Regions from separate parts of the Mus musculus genome. Here regions 1 and 2 are each linked to region 3. The links are chromatin contacts, called in public HiChIP or PLAC-seq maps. All regions are on one chromosome and are shown on one strand. The core of a region is the stretch at or near the end of the contact, and the rest is flanking DNA. Distances in the headings are between cores, read along the strand shown. Region 1 overlaps Rere (arginine glutamic acid dipeptide (RE) repeats). Region 2 has its middle 26 kb from the start of Slc45a1. Region 3 has its middle 12 kb from the start of Car6.

The links. HiChIP or PLAC-seq counts read pairs in DNA pulled down with a chosen protein or histone mark.
Region 1: a contact with region 3 is called in an H3K27ac HiChIP or PLAC-seq map of microglia, with 4 times the contacts expected there. The contact joins two enhancer-like sites. A contact is called at or near these places in 1 of 39 promoter capture datasets (liver), 3 of 115 datasets of contacts at active chromatin or transcription factors (hepatocytes, large pre-B cells and microglia) and 2 of 9 other capture datasets (embryonic stem cells and liver).
Region 2: an H3K27ac HiChIP or PLAC-seq map of embryonic stem cells shows a contact between it and region 3, with 5 read pairs. The contact joins two enhancer-like sites. A contact is called at or near these places in 4 of 115 datasets of contacts at active chromatin or transcription factors (embryonic stem cells and hepatocytes).

Annotation. Positions count from the first base shown.
Region 1 is chr4:150,593,378-150,596,077 of GRCm38.p6, reverse strand. The region is part of intron 12 of Rere (arginine glutamic acid dipeptide (RE) repeats); the gene reads right to left. Among named protein-coding and RNA genes, the nearest start is that of Slc45a1, 57 kb to the left of the region's middle. Within about 2 kb of position 1,392, at least 75 of the 459 cell types and tissues checked have an H3K27ac peak or open chromatin away from gene starts, as enhancers often do. A contact at or near this core is called in hepatocytes, liver and microglia, where this site is marked.
Region 2 is chr4:150,676,656-150,679,355 of GRCm38.p6, reverse strand. No RefSeq gene overlaps it. Among named protein-coding and RNA genes, the nearest start is that of Slc45a1, 26 kb to the right of the region's middle. Within about 2 kb of position 1,350, at least 33 of the 459 cell types and tissues checked have an H3K27ac peak or open chromatin away from gene starts, as enhancers often do. A contact at or near this core is called in embryonic stem cells, where this site is marked.
Region 3 is chr4:150,211,450-150,214,149 of GRCm38.p6, reverse strand. No RefSeq gene overlaps it. Among named protein-coding and RNA genes, the nearest start is that of Car6, 12 kb to the right of the region's middle. Within about 2 kb of position 1,334, at least 190 of the 459 cell types and tissues checked have an H3K27ac peak or open chromatin away from gene starts, as enhancers often do. A contact at or near this core is called in embryonic stem cells, hepatocytes, liver and 1 more, where this site is marked.

The sequences.
Region 1 (2,700 bases), core at 143-2,642, 380 kb before region 3:
AGAAAAACTATTATTCATTACTGTTTAGCCTTTCTCACCTGGAGCTGTACAACTGAAACACAGGTCTCCAAAGCCTCAGACAGTTCTGCTGTGAGCAGGACGCAATGAGGCCCATTCTGCATACACAGGAAGAACGTCAGCACATCATACAACTAATGCTAACACTATAGGCCAGAATCTCAGCCAGTATGGACAAACAAGACTCAACACAGCTCAGACCAGCACCTTCTGCTGCAAATGATAGTTTTTCATTTACACTCATTAACCTATTAAAAAACTACCTTGAGCCAGAATTTCCTTCCATGATCTGGTAACAGAACACTAGGCTTCCCTGGCTGTGCCTTTTCTTGCTCTTCTAAACTCTCTCTGAGGCCCTTGCTTGCACAGTCAGCGGAGGTCAACATTGATGCCTTTCTTTATTGGTGTGGTTGACAGCCAGTACTATACACAGAAACATTGTCTCAAAAGTTAAAACAAATCAAAAACCCCAAACAAACAAAAGGACCAGAAATTCAGAACTAAGTTCACCTGGGAAGTATGAACTTTAAATATACTTTCTTCCTCTGTTCTTACTCACCTCAAACCACAGGCACCGCATACAGCCATAGAGTAAGGCCATTATTCGAGGCCACCCTGATCTATATAGCTAGTTCTAGGACAGCTGGGGCTACACAGTGAGACTTGTTTTTAAAAAAAAGCTCAGGGCTAGTGATGGTGCCTGGGAAGGACACAGTCTAAACGCCCAGCTCCCAGCTCAGCATCTCACTAGGAACTAGCAGGCCCATGCACACCAGCAGCCTCTCTGCTGCCCCGCCCACCCTGCTTCCATTCTGATTTCATCAGCAGAAGAACTGAGGGTCAATTCTTGATGGATATAGTGCAGTGGCACAGACTTCACCAAGTAAGTACTGGGCTTGACTCTAGCCAACACACACACACACACACACACACACACACACACACACACACACACACAAAATAAGAAAAAGGAAGGATATGTACATTAACAGAGTTTTAGTAGGATTAAGAACAAAAACAAGAAACACAGCTACCAGTCTACAGCTGGCTACTAGGGGTTTCTGGGGCAAGTTCGGTGAAGAACTATCACTGATGTTGACTGGACACTGATGTTGGGGGACTTGCAACATCCTGTAACTACTTTTCTTTTCTTTTCTTTCCTTTTATTTTTATTTTTTACTTTTTTTTTTTTTTTTGGAGACAGGGTTTCTCTGTATAGCCCTGGCTGTCTTGGAACTCACTTTATAGACCAGGCTGGCCTAGAACTCAGAAATCCGCCTGCCTCTGCCTCCCAAGTGTCAGGATTAAAGGGGTGAGCCACCACCAAAGTTACACATACACACACGCACACACACTTCTATTGGCAAACTATGAGTATTTCTTGTGGTCATGTGGGATACTCTAGAGCTGCTGCTCTCAACCTGTGGGTTGTGACCCCTCTGGAGGTCGAATGACTCTTTCTCAACCACAGATATTTACATTATGACATATAGCAGTAGCAAAATTATAATTCCAAAACAGAAACAAAAATAATTTTATGGTGGGGGAGGGGTCATCACAAAATGAGGAACTGTATCAAAGGGCAGTAGGAAGGCTGAGAGCCACTGCTCTCGGGCATTATAACCCAGCCTATTACAGTTTCCATACTGTGTCCCTTACATTTTCTGTTTGAAATTCCCAGTGTCCTGTCATGTCAGGCACATGCTTCAAATCCCAGTCCCTGGTGGGTGCAGATAATAAAATCTGGAGTTCAAGGCTACATGGAGTATGTGAGTGGAACCTGAGCAGGGTTCCTAATCTGCCCAGTAGGGCCTGGCTTCACACACTGTCACTTACACTGTCTCTGTCACAGACCTGACATCTGTAACTAGAGAACACGGGCTTTATTCAAAAAACAAAAAACAAAACAAAAAAACAAACCAGTAACAAACAAACAAAAAACAAAACAAAACAAAAAAAACCTACCAAAACCCCATAAAACCAAAGACAAACTACCATTTCCTCCCCTGCACTTCCTGGTTTTTTGAAGCACTGAGCATAGCCACACCTACTACCACTGCATTACAATTATGTAATGCTGTAGCTATTTAGTAAATAGTTACAAAATGAATGGGTAGTAAGAAGAATATGCTAACTCATCTCTTAAATAAACAACCTAAAACCACACGTTGTCTTACAGAATGTCATATTTTTTTAAAGTTAAAAAAAAAAGGCATAATACCCATATACAATTTTGTAAGATATAAAACCCAACAAAATGTAATAGAAAAGTCAAGAGTTATTCCTGGTTTCCTTGACCACAGTTAGAATGGTTTGGTGCAGGGGACAGAGGTCAGGGCTAGGAGGCTGGCTTTAGGGCAGCCTGAGTTCCAACACAGGGCCGGACTCCCTTCCATTTCACACATTTGCTCTTTGTGCTGCAGCTGAGTTTAGGGCCTTCACATGCTAAGCATGTGCTCTACCACTAAGCTGTACCTTTAGACCATCTCCTTTCTAAAGAGAGTGGTTCTTCAGAGTTCCCTAACTTCAGACCCTGCAACTTCCGGTCTCCCCAGAGGCTGGAATAATAATTCTTTTAAATTATCTTTTTAAGGATCAAAGAGATGGCTCAGTATTTAAGAGCACAGGCTTTTCTTCCAGAAAACCTAAGTTCAGGTCCCAGCATCCACACACACCACTTAG
Region 2 (2,700 bases), core at 101-2,600, 470 kb before region 3:
CAGCCAGCCCACCATCTTTTTTCTTGGATCATGTGACATGGGGGCTCTGGAAACATAGCAGAGCGTGAAGCTCTGGATGGAAACAGGATTCATCTTCTATGTCATCTAGTTTCCTGTCACCAAGACAGACCCTGAGGAAACCCTCAGCTTCGCTCCCTCCTGCCACCAACAGTAACAGTTGCCTAAACTGATTTCTAGGACCTTTGAGGTCTTTGAACAACCTGAAGCCTGCAGCCATTCACTTTAGTCTGTGTAAGGCTGGTACCACTATGACGTCCCAGAACTCAGGCCTGCGCTCTCCGAGCATGCTACCGCTAGCGTTTCCTGAGCATGCGCTCTCCGAGCATGCTGCCGCTAGCGTTTCCTGAGCATGCGCTCTCCGAGCATGCTACCACTAGCGTTTCCTGAGCATGCGCTCTCCGAGCATGCTACCGCTAGCGTTTTCTGAGCATGCGTGCTATGAAAGCCCATGCTGCTCGCTCGTGTCATAAGTAAAGGCTTTTGATCTTGCCTGCGGCTCAGAAGTCCCTGTTTCTTAGCTCATAATTATATAATCTGGGGCTGGCAAGGTGGCTTGGCAGGTAAAGGCTCTTGCCATGAAAGGTTGACGGCCTTCGAGCGAGAGTTCAATCCCCGGAACCGCCATGAAAATGGATAGAGTTGACTCCACAAAGCCGTCCTCTGACCCCTGCAGCGGCTTCACCACACACATTGTTTCTGGAGAAGTGGTGTGCACACTTAGGTGCTAGAGGCAGGAGGATTGCCCCAAGTTTGAGGCCACCCTGGCCTGCACAATGAGTTCCAGGCGAGCCAGAGACACTGGCTCCAAATAAACAAACAAGTGAACAAAGAAACAAAACTCAACACGGGCCCACTGAGGAGGATCAGCAGGTAAAGGCTCCCAAGCCCCACAACTTGAGCCAAGTCCCTGGGAACCCACAGGTGGAAAGCAAGAACCGACTGGCCATCAAACCTTAATGAGAAGAACGAAAGAGAGAGAGAGAGAGAGAGAGAGAGAGAAGGTAGAGGTGACTACTCCTTGGTATGGTGGAGGGAAAGTTTATTATAGACCGTGGGAGAGCATAACCAGAGGCAGACACATCTGGGAGAGTCCAGAGTGGTCTTGACCCTGAAGCATGGGAGGAGAGGGGGAGGGGCAGGGAGAGAGGGGAGCCAAGTATAGAGCCAGGAGCCAAAGGTGCAAAAGAGGCAGAGAGGGTAGGTGACCAAAGCGTCTGAATTATATAGGGAACAGCCTCTGGGGGAAGGGCAGCCCAGCCCCAGGCTGGTGGAAGGGAGTGGGGGGGGGGGATGCCAGACTTACGCCATAGCAGGTAGGGACTGAGGGATGCTGGGAGAACCTGGAGGCCAGGTCCACTTTGTTATGTTAAATAGGCAGCACTCCAGACAGAGTCCACCCCCAGCCCCCCGTTCAACTGATCTAAAGCTCATGCACCCTCCCCCCTCCCCCACCTTCCTCCCCCACCCCCTCCCCCACCTTCATTTCCGCCAGCTTTCCCTCCCCGAGTTTCAGGGACATCCTGGAACAGTGTGAGATCCCGTTGCTATGCAGGCTTCTCCTGCCAGTGGCTTTTCTTCTCGGGGTGGGGGGGAATGCTCTTGTGCCATTGCCTGGGCTAATCGGATAAAAGCCGTTTGGCTTCCTTTCCAACCTTCCTAAACCTTTATTCCCCCAACATTTAAAAGAAGCCTCAAAGGAGAAGAATTATGGTGCGCTGCCCAGCCAGGGGTAGCGGGGTGTGCCTGCTGAGAGAGGGCTTGTCCGCTTTGTGCTTACAAAGTAGGTGGCTTGCCACTCTTTCAAGAAATATTACCGCACAGGCCATGGCTTAGCATTTACATGGATTAAATGGTCCTGTTTCCCCCAGGGACCACTGCTTCAGAAGCCAGAGTCTCTCAGCCTTTGTCCTTCCATGCACCCTACTGTGTACCTACTGTGCACCTTACCATACACCCCACCAAACACCCTACTGTGCACCCTACCATACACCCTACTGTGCACCCCACCATACACCCTACTGTGCACCCCACCATATATCCTACTGTGCACCCCACCATACACTCTACTGTGCACCCCACCATACATCCTACCGTACACCCTGCCATACACCCTACCAGCACAATCCTTATAAAAAGACTGAAGCAGAAACTGCAACCAACTTGTTGAGTTCTACCCTAATTTTTAAATATATATCATTATCTTGAAAATTAACACCTTGTAATTCCCCCTTCCCAAGACCCCCTGCTGTTAAGCCAACATCTGAGCCTACAGTTGTCCTTTGGCCCAGGTAGATGATGACAGGAGACACTTTCTGGCTCTGGTGTGTCTCTGAGGCAAGGGAGTAGCTGGTAGTGGTGTAATGTTGGTCTCAAGGTTTTCTGAGGGGAGCCTGAAGCTGGGTCCCTGCTCTCCTTCAACAACATTGCTGTTTGCAATAAGAACACACAACATGTAAAAGTGTTCAACCATTCATTAGAAACTTGAACCTTCCCAGAGGGAGACAGTTTATTATAGCCACAGACTAAGAATTAGACATTGACCCAGGTGTGGTGGTGCACACCTTTAATGCTAGCACTCAGGAGGCAGAGGCAGGCGGATCTCTATGCTCAGGGCCAGTCTGGTCTTTATAGCAAGTTCCAGACCAACCAGGGCTACACAGTGAATCCCTATCAAAAACA
Region 3 (2,700 bases), core at 85-2,584:
AACAGGGAGAGGCAGGCCTGTGAGCAACGCCACCTGCTGTCTATTCCCGGTACTCACAAAGTGGAAGGAGAAAAACGCTGTCTTCTGACCTCCATGTGTGCATACATATGACACACACACACAAATAAAATGTAACAAGAAAAAAAGTTACAAAGTTACAGAAGTTTTCATGTTCTTAGTTAAGAGCACTGGCTGCTTTTCCAGAGGATCCACTGCTGTTGTTTTTTAAAAAGTTATTTATTTATTTTATGTATGTGAGTACACTGTCGCTGTCTTCAGACACACCAGAAGACGGCATCAGATCCCATGACAGATGGTTGTGAGCCATCATGTGGTTGTTGGGGACTGAATTCAGGACCTCTGGAAGAGCAGCCAGTTCTCTTAACTGCTGAGCCATCTCTCCAGCTGCACTGTTTTGTTTGTTTGTTTGTTTTTGTTTTTAAACAAAAGCTCAATCTTTGGATGTTACCAGTGAAGACTCAGGAGCCAGATGTTAGTTTTGAGAGGCAGAGAAAGCACCCAGCTGACCTTTCTCCATGCCTGCCAGCTATTTTACATTGTTGCTGAAATATGCCTGCCAGTCACACGCACACACAAAAAAAATAACTTGACTCAGAGCAGGGTCGTGCTGGCCACATACCCTGTAACATATGTTATGAAGTTCGTCAATCTTAAGAAATTCCACCATTATAAGCTTCATGTACGACCCATCAAGTTAAACGTCAGTATGAACGGTTATGTCTAAAATGGCTTGAGTCAGGGCGGCTCATTGGGCAGTGACTGCGCATGAGCTCATTGTGGTTTCGGGTTTTTAGCCTTTATAAGCTGGCCCTGAGAAATGTCCAGCTTGGAGCTTTGAGCTGTTGGCCTGGTCAATCAGTCTTGAGCTATGCATTCAATAAACCACCCCTGCTTAACTGAGATCGGTGTTCAGGTGGTTTGAGGGGCAACTCCTGGACATTAACAATATGTATATATAATATACATCACAGCACATTACCCTGTCATCAAACAATGAAGTGTGGACACACGACAGAGTGCAGTTAGAAGCCAGGCATGAAGGCTGCTGATGTGTGATTCCATGCACATAAAACATGAAGGATCAGTAAACTGTGGGTATCAGGCTGTGCCCTGACCCAGATCACACTGCATACATAAAGGTGGTAGATCCCTCGTCGTCTTCCTCCTTCAATGAGACAGGGATTTATTAGGCAGCATTGGCTGGTCTGGAACTCGCAGAGGTCTGCCTGCCTCTTCTGAGTGTTGTGGATTGGTTCTAATGCTATTTGTGTTACTTTGGCTCGAAATCACACGGGAACTAGTACGTCTGAGCTGAGTGAGCGTCCCTGCCCACAGTTGGCTCTGATTGGGAAATAAATTTGCCAGCGGCCAATAGCTGGGCAGAGAGACAGAGGCGGGACTTTTAGGATTCTGGAGCAAGAAACGCGGGGGCGGGGGTGGGGGCGTGAGGCCGGGGAGGGGGGTGAGGGGTGAGGCAAGCCAAATCGCCTTGACCAGGAAGCAGAGAGATCACGCGTGAGGGAGCAAGAAGGAAAGCACCCAGCCATGTCAGAGTAGAGGCCCCATGGGCCACTTCCCCAATTGGGTCTGGGATAGCAGAGATGAAATATAGACTTTAGAAAGTATTAGCTCAGGAAAATCGGTGGGGAGAGTGCTAGCCTCGGGGAGGTTTGAAAGTGCCCAGCTATTGTGCTGCTTAAGGCATATTAAAGATGGGGCCGTGTGTGTGTGTGTGTGTGTGTGTGTGTGTGTGTGTGTGTGTGTATCTTTTGGGGGGGGGAACTCCAAAACATTTGGGCAGGTGTAGAGGAGGCGCATGCACCTACGGGGAAATATAGAGAGAATTAGCAATCTACTGCTACAAGCTGAGTTCTGGGATTAAAGGTTTACACCACCATACCCAACCAATGACATGTTCTAAAAAATATTTACCCAATTTTATTTGCTGTTTATGTGTGAATACCCACGTGTATTCGTGTGCACAGTATGTATTCAGTGCCCGGGGAGGTCAGAAGAGGGCGTCACTGGAGTTTCAGATGGTTGTGAGCTACCATGTGCTTGCTGGGAACAAAACCTGGGTCTCTCAGCAAGAGCAGTTGAGTGCTCTTAGCCTCTAAACCATCTCTCCGGCACTCAATGTTATTTTCTTTTTAAAGATTTATTTATTGATTATATGTAAGTACACTGTAGCTGTCTTCAGACACTCCAGAAGAGGGAGTCAGATCTCTTTATGGATGGTTGTGAGCCACCATGTGGTTGCTGGGATTTGAACTCCGGACCTTCGGAAGAGCAGAAGGGTGCTCTTACCCACTGCACCATCTCACCAGCCCCCAATGTTATTTTCTTAATTTGGGTTTCCAAAAGCAGAGTAGATGCCAAGTCCTGAGTTATTGCTAAAACAAGTGTCTGAATAGAGGGGAAGTCAGGAAGGAAGAGAAGCTGAGGTTAGCAGGAGGTCTGCTTTGTCTGCAGCATAGCGGGAGTGTGTGGTGCCACCCGCATTCCCCCTCTGAATTCTACTCTCTGTTTATTAGAGACCAGGCTGGCCCCAAACTTAACCATATTTCTGAGGATGCCTTTGAACTCCTGATCCTTTTACATCTGCCTCCCTCATGCTGAGGTTACAAGTGTGCACCACCACACAGAATTTACGAAGTGCCAGGGATCTGACCCAAGGTT